Regions from separate parts of the Ovis aries genome. Here region 2 is linked to region 1. The links are chromatin contacts, called in public Hi-C maps. All regions are on one chromosome and are shown on one strand. Each heading gives the region's core, a stretch centred on a gene start, on an enhancer-like site or on the middle of the called end of the contact. The rest is flanking DNA. Distances are from core to core; before and after follow the strand shown. Region 1 has its middle 37 kb from the start of BLOC1S5. Region 2 holds the start of BMP6 (bone morphogenetic protein 6).

Evidence for each region. Hi-C and Micro-C count contacts between places; a contact is called where the count stands out from the background.
Region 2: a contact with region 1 is called in a Hi-C map of liver, with 5 times the contacts expected there. The contact joins the promoter of BMP6 here to the enhancer-like site in region 1. A contact is called at or near these places in 10 of 16 Hi-C or Micro-C datasets (hypothalamus, liver, mesenteric adipose tissue and 6 more).

Annotation. Positions count from the first base shown.
Region 1 is chr20:46,620,809-46,627,616 of ARS-UI_Ramb_v3.0, reverse strand. No RefSeq gene overlaps it. Among named protein-coding and RNA genes, the nearest start is that of BLOC1S5, 37 kb to the right of the region's middle. Within about 2 kb of position 2,971, at least 5 of the 54 cell types and tissues checked have an H3K27ac peak or open chromatin away from gene starts, as enhancers often do. A contact at or near this core is called in hypothalamus and liver, where this site is marked.
Region 2 is chr20:46,836,568-46,843,345 of ARS-UI_Ramb_v3.0, reverse strand. It overlaps BMP6 (bone morphogenetic protein 6), which reads left to right and starts at 3,206. Exons shown (of 7, transcript XM_027958445.3): 1 at 3,206-4,637. The coding sequence starts at 4,028.

The DNA.
Region 1 (6,808 bases), core at 1,722-4,221:
TTATGAGTATTTATCAATCAACTGTGGTGTTGGAGAAGACTCTTGAGAGTCCCTTGGACTGCAACGAGATCAAACAAGTCAATCCTAAAGGAAATCAACCTTGACTACTCATTGGAAGGACTGATGCTGAAGCTGAAGCTCCAGTATTTTGGCCATCTGATGTGAAGAGCTGACTCACTGGTAAAGACTCTGATGCTGGGAAAGATTAAAGGAGAAAGCGGCTGCAGAGGATGAGAGGGTTAGATAGCATCCCTGACTCAATGGACATCAATTTGAGACAACTCCAGGAGATAGCAGAGGACAGAGGAGCCTGGCACACCGTAGTCCCTGGGGTTGTAAAGAATCAGACACAACTTAGCAACCAAACAATAATCACCACCAATCTCTATTCAAGAAAAAGGAACCAAAGGGTTGAGAAAGCTCTCACAATACCATAAATTGTATTACACTGATTCTTTCTAGAGAATATACATTTCTTATGTAGAAAGTCTGAAACAACTGTCTCAAATTCTCTTTAGGAGCAAAGGGAAACAATGTCATTAAACAAGTGTAGTTCCAGGAACTGCAGGTCCTCTCTGGGATGGTTCCCGTAAATGGACAACAAATAGTCCAAGGCCATCCCCACACAAGTACAGGGTTCCTGGAGCAAAGATAAGCAGCTCACTGGGCCAGAGCCCCTCTCAGTAACGCCAAGTGGGTAGGAACTCATTTCTGCTGGTCACTGGGCTCCCGTCAAGGAAACTGAATTGTCACACCTTCATTCACAACACCGTCTCATGGAATTATTTTTTCCGGATTCCTTGGGAAGTTAAAGTATTTGAGAAGAATATCAGGAACTGTTGTTTCAGCCTGTTTTGTGAGTAGATAATTGCCTTCCAACTCCATTACTGCAGGAAATGATGTGTGTGGCATTGTTCCTAGTTGGGGGGAGCGCTGTGCTTTAGCCAGACCGATACATGCTTATTAATCAAAGCAAGAGCGTGCAGCCCGTCACTTCGATGAACTCAGACTTTTTGAATCTGGTCTCTAGATAAGAAGCTGGCCCCAGACAACCTACCCACATACCAGTAACATTCTTTTGAAAGGGTGTAAGCAAAACTTGTTTTGAGAAATGAAGAAATTTCACCAATATTACTAAATGTGGTAACGAGTAACTCCAGTACATTAAGTGCTATCAAAATGGGTTCGGCAGAGACCTATTTGCAAGGCTAGAGTTTTCCCCTCATCTGAGTCCGAATCAAGACCAGCCTGGGAACTAGAAGTCAAACACGTTTCATCCTGAGAAGTCCCTTTGAGTCCATGGAATATATTAGCTGGTCTTCCTGAAATGTGACATCATTTGTGGTACCAGCTGTTACGGGTGTGCCATGTAAGGATTTACAAAACCAGTATTCCTTTGGCTTTAATACGTATTTTGGGATCACACAAAGTAGTCTAATCGAGCTAAATACTCCAAGGGGAACTGCTATGGACTTCACTTGAGGAAGCTTAAACCACTTATGATCTTGACCGATCAACCTTTTTACGGGTGGATTACAAAGAGTAATCTCCTAGTGGACATCTAGAACCGATGGTGATGATAATAAAACTTATAAAAGCAAATATTAAACACAGCACTTACACGTCAGGCTCTGTTTAAAATATGTGATGAAAGTTAACCAATGAATCCCTGGAACAAAGCGGGTAGGTTTTGGTACTTTTACTACTGATATTTTAACAGGTGAGGATACTGAGACAGGGAGGTTAGGTAACTTGCCCGTGGTCACCTAGTTACCACGCAGCAGAGGCAGAATCTGAGCTGACGGTGAATACTCGGACCCCTCAACTATCCCAGCGCTCATGATTCTCAGACTCTTCTGATTCAGCTATGATAAAAGGATCGTACCTCCGAGATGATTATTTGGACGGTTAATGATATGACAAGTACTGAACATTTTAGCAGTATAAATATTTTTTAATAGAAACATCACAGTTCTATTACAATTCAATTTTAGTTTTCAATAGCTGCTACAGAAAGATTTTAGCTTTCCTTGGAACAGTATGCCACAGTGCCATATAAGGCACATGAATGAAGAGGAACCCATCTCTATGGAACATCTATGCTTGGCACCGTCATTCAAAAGTTTAAGGATCTTTAAATGATTTTAAAAAATCCATTACCAAATGTAGAATTAAGCTCTTAAGAAATACCTCAGCTGCTTCATGTTACACTTTTAAAAACCCAGATGTAAATAAATCCAGGTGAAAGGGTGCTAGACTACAGCATACCCACCCACCCACTGGTCCATTCACTGGTTCAATGAATAAGTCCCACATGCCTGGATTACATATGGGAACACAGAATGGATAAGCAACCAAGCTTCCTGCCCTCAGGACTCGTGTTCTAGTCAGGGAAACACTAGGTCCGAAGGGAAGGTGCTATTTTCCAGAGTGGTCGGGGAAGACCTCTCAGGGGAGCGGGGAGGCGTATGAACAGAGAGCTAAGCAGAGCGGTGAGGGAGCTGGTAGGATCTGTGGACACAGCATGTCAGGCAGGGCGCCCAGGTCAGATGTGTCTGAAGGACAGAGAGAACCGCGGTGTGGCCCGAGGGGACTCGGCGAGGCGCGCGGGGAGGGAGACGAGCCGTGACACCGACAGGACCCCGGCAGCCACGGGTCGGGGCTCTGGGTTTCACTGCGAGCGAGAGGGTGTCAGCAGAGGGTTTAAGGAGGCGGGGGGGAGGGGGGCAGATCCGGTTCGTGCCTTCTGAATGATCCACGGCTGCAGCGAGAAAAACGGACTGGGTGGGGCTGGGGCAGGGAGGGCCGGCAGGGAGCAGCGGCGCAGGGGTGGCGGGGGCTGCCGAGAGCAGGGCTGCCGCGGGAGCCGGGAGAGCTGCGGTCACGGCGAGGACACGCAGCGAAGGTGGGCTCCCCGGCGACAGAGCAGGAGCCGCGCAGCGAGGCAGAGCCGACGGGCGAGCTGCTGGGTCGGGCGTGGGGTCAGGGGGAAGAACCCAAGTCCAGACTTTGCTTCACGCAACTGGATGAACAGTTGACGCTGCACACAGCGATGGGAAGCCTGGGGGAGCAGGCGGGAGAGGAACAGGGGTCAGGAGGTTCAGGCACTGGAGCCTGACAGACATCCTGGATTCCTAACTGGAGATGCAGACCAGGCAGTGAATCTGTGAGGGCGAAGTCAGGCCGCAGGTACAAGCTGGGGCGTTGACAGAATCAGGGCCTGGCTGCGGGGCAGACAGCAGGCTGGAGACCTGACGGAGGCACGGCAACGGTCTGAGAGCAGAGGGGTCCACACAGCGGGGGGGGCAGGGCGGCACTGCGTCCACCAGGATGCCCAGGGGAGAGGGACCCCCGAGGAGGAGGGAGGGGTCACCTGCTGACCGAAGGAGGGGGACAGAGGACAGAGCAGGGATCTGGCCCGATGGCGGCTGCTTGGGGTGCTGACAAGAGTGGGGTCAGTGGAGGGGGGGACTGGGAGGGGTGCGGGGCTGGGCTCAGGAGGAAGGCAGGGAAGGGAAGAGCAGACAGCACCGAACATCCAGAGTCCTCCTGGGCATTTCATTCTGAGCATGAGCAGGTGGACCGAGCCGCAGCTAAAGGCAGGGCCAGCGTGGGGCCTGGGGGAGGCTTTTCCAGCTTAGGGGTCAGTTCCAGTACATTTGTAATATGTTAATGATTCTGCATGAGCTGTAAGTTTGCATCTTTTCATCTTCTGAAAAATTAAAGAAAATTAATTTGAGTCTAACTAATGTTTGAAACATGCATTTTTTCCTTCTGTACACATTCAATCAAACTCTTAAAGATTCACTGGGCACCTAGGTTTGGCTCAGCCAGTCCATCAGCTGCTTCAACCATGAATATTGCCTCTTACTTTTGGACTTGCTGTAACCTTGAGTTTTCTTTTCCCAAACACTTAAAGAGGAACTTGCCCTTTTCTTTACTAAAACTGAAACCAGATGTTCCCAGGCAGGCACAGGTACAGTGCCCGCCTTCCCCTCGGGGAGCTCTCTCCCTGCGGTCCCCACCAGATACCTGAGGTTGAGGGCCAGGTCCTTCCTTAATTCCCGCCACTCAGCTGACATCATCTTGCAACATTCTAAAGATTGGGGGTCACAAAACAGAAATAGTCACAAAAGTAAAATATAACCAGGTCAGCTGGTTTATAAAGCATAACTCACGCATCTTTGACCCTGGGCCTCCTATGAAGATGACACCCTGACCACCTCCATGGCACAAGGTCATCTGCAGCCTGCAGCCACTAAGAATGCTACCAAGTGCGCTGAGACTTCTGAAATTCCACGAGAGTGGGGGGTGGGGGAGGGAAGCACCGGGGGCGAGAGAGGTTCTCACACCCACCTGGTCCCAAGAATCACCGTGCCTTCCACACTCCAGGGTGGTCTCACTCTGTGCTTCTCATCAGCCACCCCCATGAGATGGTAAGACCATGAACCCAAGATTAACACGAGAGACCCAGGCAAACCGCGTGTGTCTGGTGCAGAAAAGAGGAAGGCGCCTTGCTCTCCTCCTTGGACCGGAGACACCACGGGGGGCCCGGGATCTCCACCCAGAGATTCACTCACGTCTGTGAAGGGGAGATCTGCTGGGGCAAGAGAGAAGGAAAGAAAAGAACCGAAAACAGAGCCTTCGGGCTGCTCACCCCAGCCCTCTGTCACTCCTCCAGCCCCAGTGCGAGCTGGTGGGCAGCCAACCTCACGGCCAACTTGGCAGCTCACAGCATGTCCCACCTTAGAGAACCAGGGCACTAACGCCGTGGGAGCTTTTGGAATCTGCAGATGGAGACCCCTTTCTCCAGCAGTGGGTTTAAAGAATTACCACCGTCCCGTGAGAATGTTAGACATGTGTCTGTGGGCGGTGGTGAGAAGGAATTCTTTCATCTTACTTCTTATCCACAACAAATCACTGAAAAAAAACTTCAAAATCTCTTCAGCACCAGACCAGAAACTGAGCCTTCACTGGGGAATGGGATGGAGAACCCTGTTTTGAAGCAGTAAGTGTAACAGCAAGGAGAGAAGACAGGAGAGAGGCCACAGGGGGAACCAGGAAGGGTGGGGCCTCAGCCTCAGAAGCCTCCCTTCAGCAACAAAGGGGTTCTGCCTTCCCCATTTGGCCACCTCTGAAGGGGTTCTGCCTCCTCCCCTGGCCACGATGCTTCCAGAGCTACGTGCCAGCTCCCACGAGGTGAGACTCAGATATATTTCTCAAAAAAAAAAAAACAACATTCAGTACAGCGGCTGATCCCTAGCTTATGGTGAAGGTGAAGTCGCTCAGTGGCGTCCAACTCTTTGCGACCCCGTGGACGGTAACCTACTAGGCTTCTCCATCCATGGGATTCTCCAGACAAGAACACTGGAGTGGACTGCCATTTCCTTCTCCAGGAGATCTTCCCAACCCAGGGATCAAACCCAGGCCTCTCGCATTGGAGGCAGACGCTTTAACCTCTGATCCGCCAGGGAAGCCGCCATGCTTACAACATGACGTATTACTGGTTCTGTGGCTGGTACTGTGACATTTTGAGACTGTGACACAGTCTTTGTGGGCTAGAACAGCCTAATCACTACCTATATCACTGCTTCTATCGAAGATTCATTCCAAGTTCCAAGTAGATGACCTAAATTTTTAAAGGAAAAAGGGTCGTCAGGAGTCATTGTTCTTTCTCAGGGAGATAAAACGTCAAGTTTCGACTTTCACAGTACGCGGTTTATCTTAGAAGCTTCCCTAAGAGAAAGAGCAAATATTATAAGCTAGGTGACGACAAAGCAGAAACCTGATGATGTAGGCTAAAAATATTAGAACATGTTCGTCCAGTCTTTATCTTCATAGTCAACCGCTGTGAAACAAACGTGAACAGAAATAGCAAGGGCAATCCAAATCTCCCTTAATCAAACTCATCACTGAGCCTGATACTATGGAGAGAACTTTCCTTTTTTAAACACACAGCACAAGTCCTAAGCATGGGATATGAAACAGCATGAAACACGTTCTTTGTTCTTGAACAATTTAATCTTCTGGGAAAGGAAATGGGAAATCCTTAAATAGGCGTAGCTGCCTACTAAAAGCCCATAGTATTTTCTCACTGATTACACAAAAGCAAAATATTTATCTAAGGCAAAGATATCTTTTTGATATCTTAACATCTTTTTGATCTTAATAATAATGATGGTGTTCTCAAAAGCAAAAAAAAAAAACCAGTAACTTTAGTCACTTGAACTGATTATGAACACATGTTAAAAAAAGCAACAGGGCAGATAATCTAAATTTTATTGTTGAAAGAAATATAAACAGTATATACACATACCTATATATGGATGTTAAAAATTCCCATGATCTTAAATTCCAAACCAAGCTCTTCATCACTATCCCTGCCCTGTCTAGACTAGGAATTGCTATTTTCAGCTTCGTTCTCAAAAACCCACGTGCTGGGTAGCAATTTCCCCTATCAGTCACACAACTGACTCTACAGAGCAACCTTCCTGTCACGTGGTAGTCTAATTAAACTACAGGGTGAACACAAATTAATAAAGTCGCAAATGTGAAAACTAAGTGACATTAAGTCTGTAAATTTAGCGATGGAAGCAGAATTAAAATTTAGATCTTTTGACTCTCAAAGCCAGTGAACTTTCCAATTTTCAGTTTTATCTGATGTTTTCAACATCAAAGATGTCTGTTAATTATCACTGGAATCTGCCAGTATTTTCATCTGTATTTTTGATAAACAAGGGCAGAAACCAAGCTTTATTAGTTTTTTTTTTTTAATCCCTACCATTTATATAGGAATATAAAGTGACTG
Region 2 (6,778 bases), core at 1,957-4,456, 220 kb before region 1:
AATTACCTGGTCACGTGAGTCATGAATGTAAACTGGAAATCCTCATAACATGAAAGGAACATGGGTAACTGCTCTAACAAACACTCTGTTCTGTGACCTACCCTGTGCCCTGACAGACCCCTGGGTACAGGATTCCCATCCTACCCCCGTGTCACCAAAGGCACAGGGCAATCCTTTGCTTTTCGGCAGGGGTTCCTCAGTCCCCTACTTTGTGGGCAGGGCTGGGACCGGCAACCTCCTCCAGAAAACGGAAGGCCATCTGCATGAAATGTCAGCCAAGCCGCCAGATGTTTGATATGGATTGGCTTCCACATCCGGCTTCTTGACCGAATTCCTCGTCTTTCCACCCAGATGTTCTGGAGAATTGCAGAGAACTTGACGAAGCCAGGCCAGGCCCACAGAGCAGAGGGGCTGTGATACTCTGGTGTCCTGCAGGGGGCGAAGCTCCCTCTGATTTCCCTCCATCATACAGCCCAGCCGACCCTGAGAGGCAGACCTGTTCCTGGCCCTTCCTCCATCCCTCCTGAATCACATCTGGACGTTGCCCAGCCCCTAGTCTTGGGTCTCCTGGAGGAGGGTTGGAGTGAGTGATGGGCAGGGGTCAGAGAAGCAGGGAGGGGGTGAGGTGGTGGTTTGGAGTCCCTTATGCACCTGGAGTTGAGATTGGCTTGAAGAAGCAGTGGTCCCAATTTTGACTGTATGAAAATTTCAGAATCATGTCTCTTTATACCTCTTTCCCCTAACAGATCCAAGGCCATGTTGGAGTGTTTTCTGACAAACATATGCACATGTAGGGGGTGGTGGAGATGTGAGGAGAGCGCATCCTCTTCTGTGGTCCTTGGTCAAATGTCACCGTCTTTATGAACATTGTCATATCTCACGCCATGTTTCCCCTCTGGCTCTTAAGAGAGTCGTGTGCTCTTGTGTTTGTCATTGGGAGGCACCCCCTTTTTTCTAGCATCTCACAACAGGACCTGAGAGTACTTCTTGGTGGAGCCCATGGCAGAGCTGAATCAGGGTTGCTGCACAGACGTTGATTACAAATCACTAAGGGCCGTTTTAGACCCAGGTCGTATAGGTCCATCTACCTCTTACCAAGTGTCTGAGAAAAGGTGACGGTGGTGTGCTTGCCTGAGTTCTCCTCTGGCTCATGTAATAGGTGCATGTGCAACGGACGAGTCATGGTCTGCCTTTGTGTGCTGAAGGGCACAGGCCTCCTGAAGTGCCCTATGCTCAGGGTTCTTTGGCTTTCCAGGGCTTTCCCCACTGTCCTGACAGGCTGGAGCTGCTTCACTCTTCTCGTGTCTCACTAGAAGTCTTAAGAGGGCGTGTCTGGGTTCGAGAAAGGAGGAAGCCCACAGGCACTTGCTGAGACTTCACATCTTCTGAATCAGAGCTCTTGGGGGCTGCAACGACTTCACGCTGCTAACAGGTCCCAGCAGAAGAAAGAGGGAGATGGAGGCTCTTGAATTCAAAGGGGCCTGGAATCCCAGACCAAGGGATTGATGTGTTCCTCTTTTCAGATGAAAACAACCCCTGCAGATGGTTAGAGATTGGCCGTCAGTGTGGCTGATGTTGTCCTGCCCGAGAGTAATGGCTATAGGACATTTGTAAAACCAAAGTCTATCCTAAAGACCAATGTGTCTGGGCTGAAACAGGTCAACAGATAAGAGCAATCCAGTGAGTGGTGGGGGTGATGGGAGGTAAAGACATTTTCCTATTCAAAACAGATTCTTTGAAACAAGGTAAACATGCTTATAAGGCGTGAATCAGCAGAAACCTCATGATTCCATAAGATCATAAATCCTATAAGGCTCTATGTATTTGGTTGGTCTGGCTCCCAAATGCCTTGGACTCTGTGAACCAAGGCAGCCAGGTCAGTATTGATTTCTAAGGCACCTGTTTTCACCAGGTAGATAAAAGATCAAAATGTTTTACAAGAACTTCCTTTTAAGATGCACCAATAACTGGCATTTTTGGATGGGAAGAGCAAATGAATTTGCATCCTGGATGGCAGATGGTGGTGGCGGTGTTTGGGTGGAGGGGCAGTGTCTTTAGCTGAGAAGTGAGCCTGCCATAAAATTATAATGCTTTTTACGTGCTTGATCTTGTCTAATGTTCCCAGCAACCAGAGTTTCAGGGCCCTGTCTATAATGGGAACATGCCAAGCCCCTGCAGTTACTGAAATTACCTGTACCACTTCACCTCAAGTTTTACTGATCTGGCTTTGTGTGAAATAGAGTGCATTTCAATACATTAAGATGCAACCTTAACAGACAAACTGGAGAAGCATTAAAACCTTTCCAAGAAGATGGCGATGGGGGTGCGTTTTTCTATTATAGGATCTAATTACACTGGCTGTCTTCTGGGGGCTAGCTTAAGAAGTGGAGTGCCAGTACTTTGTTGCTAATTTGTTTCCTAGTCTTTTGGTCCCATGGACTGTGGCCCCCTAGGCTCCTCAGTTCATGGGATTCTCCAAGCAAAAGTACTGAAGTGGGTTGCCATTCCCTGCTCCAGGGGATCTTCTCAACCCAGGGGTCCAACCTGGGTCTCCTGCATTGCAGGCAGATTCGTCACCGAGCCACTAGGGAAGCCCCTAAGAAGCAAAGCCGAAGCCCAAATGAAGACATAAATCAAAATACTGCGGCCCAGGCCCTCTGGAGGAAGGGCTTGGCTTATACTTGACCCTCCTTGTGGCTTTTGGGAGCAGCTTCTCCGCAGCTGTGCCCCAGGTCCCAGCAGCTGTCTTGGAGAAGCCACGTGACTGTTAAATGACTACATTTCATCAATTAGAGAAAATAAGGAATGGGAAAATCATCATTTTTCTGTTCTTCCTCAACTGAGTCAGGTGACACTGACTTAACAGCTGACTTTACTTTTATTTAGTTAAAAACATCAGTTTAGGCCTTTTATGGAATCGTAAAAGAGCAAGGTTTCCATTGGGCTCTGATCAGATCGTCCTCCCTACCGATGATCTGGATGCCTTTCTGAGTCGCTGCTCCCGGGACGCCTGCGAGTATTCTCTATACTTGAAACCTACGCTCGGCGGAGGCGCCGCCTCCCGGGAGAGGGAGGGTGCAAGAAGGGGGCGGGTCCATTTAAATACCGACGAGGCGCGCCTCTCCATTGGCGGCCGGCCTGTCCGTCCCCAGAGGGGCGGGGCGTCCCGGGGGCTGGAGTGCGGTACCTGGGCGAGAGGCGCACCAGAAAGCCCACGTTGGCCGCTGCGGGCAGCGCGGCTCCGAGAGGCGGGAGCCTGCGAACTCCGGCGCTGCCGCCGCCGCTCCGCTCCGCGCCCCGGCCCGCGTCCCTCCCGTCCCTTCTGCGAACCGGGGTTAGGCCGGGGTGGGGGCAGCCGAGCCAGCACGGAACGGAGAGCAGGATCCTGACCGCCTGCGCTCGGGCAGGGGAGCAGCGCGCCGAGATCTCGAGGGCGATCCGGAGACCGAGGGGCGCGGAGTTTGTGAGCGAGAAGGAAGTTCAAGCCTCGCCGAGAGGGTTGGAACCTTGGGACGCCTCTTCGCCACGGCCGGGGCCCTCCGGCGGGGGTACACTTCACGGCGGCCGCGCGAGCGAGGCGCAGGCGTGCGCGGGGGCGATGCCGGGCATCCCCCGACGCTGGTGAGCCGCCCCGGGAGGGCTGTGCGCCCGCAGCCAGACCCTAGAGTAACTGCCCCCTGACCCGCCCGGGGGCGAGGACGCCCTCTGCAGCGCGGCCCGGACTCGGACGCACCTGGCCTGGACCTTGCGCCTCCGCAGACCTCCGCGGGGGTGCGGGGTTTCCCCTTGCCCCTCCAGTGGTTCTGCGGCGGGGATCGCGCCCCCTCCGCCTCCCTTCCAGTTCGGGCAACTGGGGGCGCCCCAGAGAACCATGAGAGATAAGGACTGAGGCCGGGAAGGGGAAGCGAGTCCGCCGAGAGGTGGCGGGGGGAGCTGTTCACGCCAAGGGCCACCGCGGCCGCGCTCCGGCCTCGCTCCGCCGCTCCACGCCTCGCGGGGCCCGCGGGGCCCGCCCGGCCCGGCGGGGATGCTGGGGCGGACGGCGCAGTGGCTGTGCTGGTGGTGGGGGCTGTTGTGCAGCTTCTGCGGGCCCCCGCCCCTGCCCGCCGCCGCCGCCGCCGGGGGGGCGTTGCTGGGGGACGGCGGGAGCCCGGGCCACGCGGAGCGGCCACCCCCGCCGCAGACATCCTCCTCGGGCTTCCTGTACCGGCGGCTCAAGACGCACGAGAAGCGGGAGATGCAGAGAGAGATCCTGTCGGTGCTGGGGCTCCCGCACCGGCCGCGGCCCCTGCACGGCCTCCCGCAGCCCCCGGTGTTCCCGCAGCAGCAGCCAGCTCGCGGGGAGCCCCCGCCCGGGCGGCTGAAGTCTGCGCCCCTCTTCATGCTGGACCTGTACAACGCCCTGTCCGCCGACGACGAGGAGGACGGGGCTTCGGACGAGGAGAGGCGGCAGCCCGGGCCGCGCGGAGGGGCCGGCGCGTCCCAGCCCCGGTCCCCATCGCCGGGCGCCGCGCACCCCCTCGGCAGCGGGAGCCTCCTGGCCACCGGGCCTGGCGGGGGCGCGTCCCCACTGACCAGCGCGCAGGACAGCGCCTTCCTCAACGACGCCGATATGGTCATGAGCTTTGTGAACCTGGGTAAGTATCGGGGGCGGGCGGGCGGGCGGGGTGGGTGGCTGGGTAGCGTAAAGACCAGAACATTCTTCCCTTTCCAGTCTCCTGGGCGCGGGGCGCAGGGAGTGAGAGGGTGGAGGAGCCCCTGGCGCTGGGGGCCCCGGCGGGGAAGCGCGGACCGGCCAGCGGCCCTCGCACCACCTGCGCGGCCCGGGGGCGGGAGAGGGGGCGGCACGTGCGCTCCCAGCCCCTGGCTGCTCGCCGCGGCGCGGGGGCGGGCTGGGGCGCTGGGTCCCGAATGCGGCGCTGGCTGGCGCGTCTCCGCGAGCCGCCCGAGCACAGTCTGCGCTTTTCGCAGTTGGTGCCCGGCTCGGGCCCCGTTAACTCGACTGTGGCAGAAAAGTCCGGCCCAAGTGGGGCCAGCTGGGACGGAGAAGGCGCTTCAACACTTTGCCCCTCCTGTTTGGTTCGGCGTCCTCAACTCTCTTGAGTGCCTGTTCTCCCACCGGGAGCAGCTGAGAACTTTAGAAAAGTTGACGATTGTGGTGAAGTAGTGTCCACCGATTTGGGGGAGGAGGGATGCACAAGGAAGTCCCGAAAGGACCGCGGGAGGCTCGCCAGCCCCGGCGAGTCTGGGCTCGCGCGGGCTTGGGGTCGCTCCCCTAGTACCCTCGCTCACATGTCTTTGGCCCGAGCCCTCAAAGGCTGAACTCTTGATCAGCTCGGCCCAAGCTGGACGGGCAGAGAAAGGGTGTGGGTTGGGGGCTGGGGTTGGGCCGGGAGCTGGTCTGAACCGGTTGCCAGGCAACAGAATGGAAATTCAAGGGCGGCTAAATCGGGCTCAGCCGCAAATGTTCTGTGGCAAACCCGGACCGAGTCAGAGCTTTTCCCCCTCGCGTCTTCGTATCTGTAAATGAGAACGGCGTGAGGAGGACTTTCCCCAGAATCTGTGCCTCCGATCTGCGCTCCTCTTCATTCATAAACTGACTCAGCGTAGACGCAGCGATGTAGGGGCCGCGCTCTAGGCAGGGAGAAGTGGGGCACAGGAGCCACGACCCGAGCGGGCGCAGCCGCACGGTGGGGTGGGTCTCCGCGGACTTCCCTTCCGAGGCGAGACGTGAGGCTCTGCCCAGGCCCCGAAGTCGGTTTGCAGGCATTGCCAGAGCAGCTCCCGCGTCTCCAAGCCACGTCGGAGACGTCCGTCTTTTAAGGACAACCCCCATGTCAAAAACCTTAAGCGAGTCCTTTATAAGTCTTTCAAGGAGAGAATCAACTCCGCTGAGCTTTGGGGGAAGAAAGGACGGGGGCGGAGGGGCGGGGTTCCGGAAGGTATGGAGCAAGACCGCAGACGTCCGAGGGGTGCAGGCATCCTCCTGGGAAACTCCTGACGCAGAATCTCACAGGGACTGGAGGCTCCAGGCCTGCCTGTCTGGCTCCTTGCAGCGCCACGGGTTCTGATTGGACAGGAGTTTTCACAATTTATTGGGATCAAAGCCAAGGTGGAGCCACCTCCAAGAAGTATTCTAAGGAAATTCTCAAGCCAGTCAGTCAAGCTGGGGCACCGGAGAGGCACCAGCGCTCTTCCTTATTCTAACATCTCTGCTGCTTCTGTCTTAGTAAATTCCTCGCCCTCATTACCCCCCTCCTCTAATCCCCTAAATTTCTTCCCTTGGAGAAATGTTTCATTGCCTTTTGGGGGTAATCCCCAACTTGAACAAAGTGGGAAGAATAGCACTTGTGACTTCTTCAGGGACAGTTGGAGCACACTTTCCAGAAAACAGTTCCTAGGCTTAAGGTCGTGGTTCTTGACCTGGCATACGTGATGCTGGGCTGTTCCCCAGAGCAGTTAAGTCAGAATCTTAGTGGCCACGGTCCAGAAGCCCTGGCATGGGAGATCCTGACCTCTGAAGGCAATCAAATCACTCCAGAAAGCAGTTACCAGCAATGCTTCTTTATGTCAGTGGCTTCCAAACATTGCTATACATGAGAGTCACCTGGAGGGCTTTTAGGCCTAGATGTCCAGGTGGTACCCCCATCAGTGAAATCAATGCATGGCTGAAAGCTGGATATCAATGTTTTTTAAAGATCCTCAGGTGATTCCAATGTTTGGGAACCATTGGTATTTGAAATTGTAAGTTGGCCTGAGGCAAGTTTGTAAAGTTTGA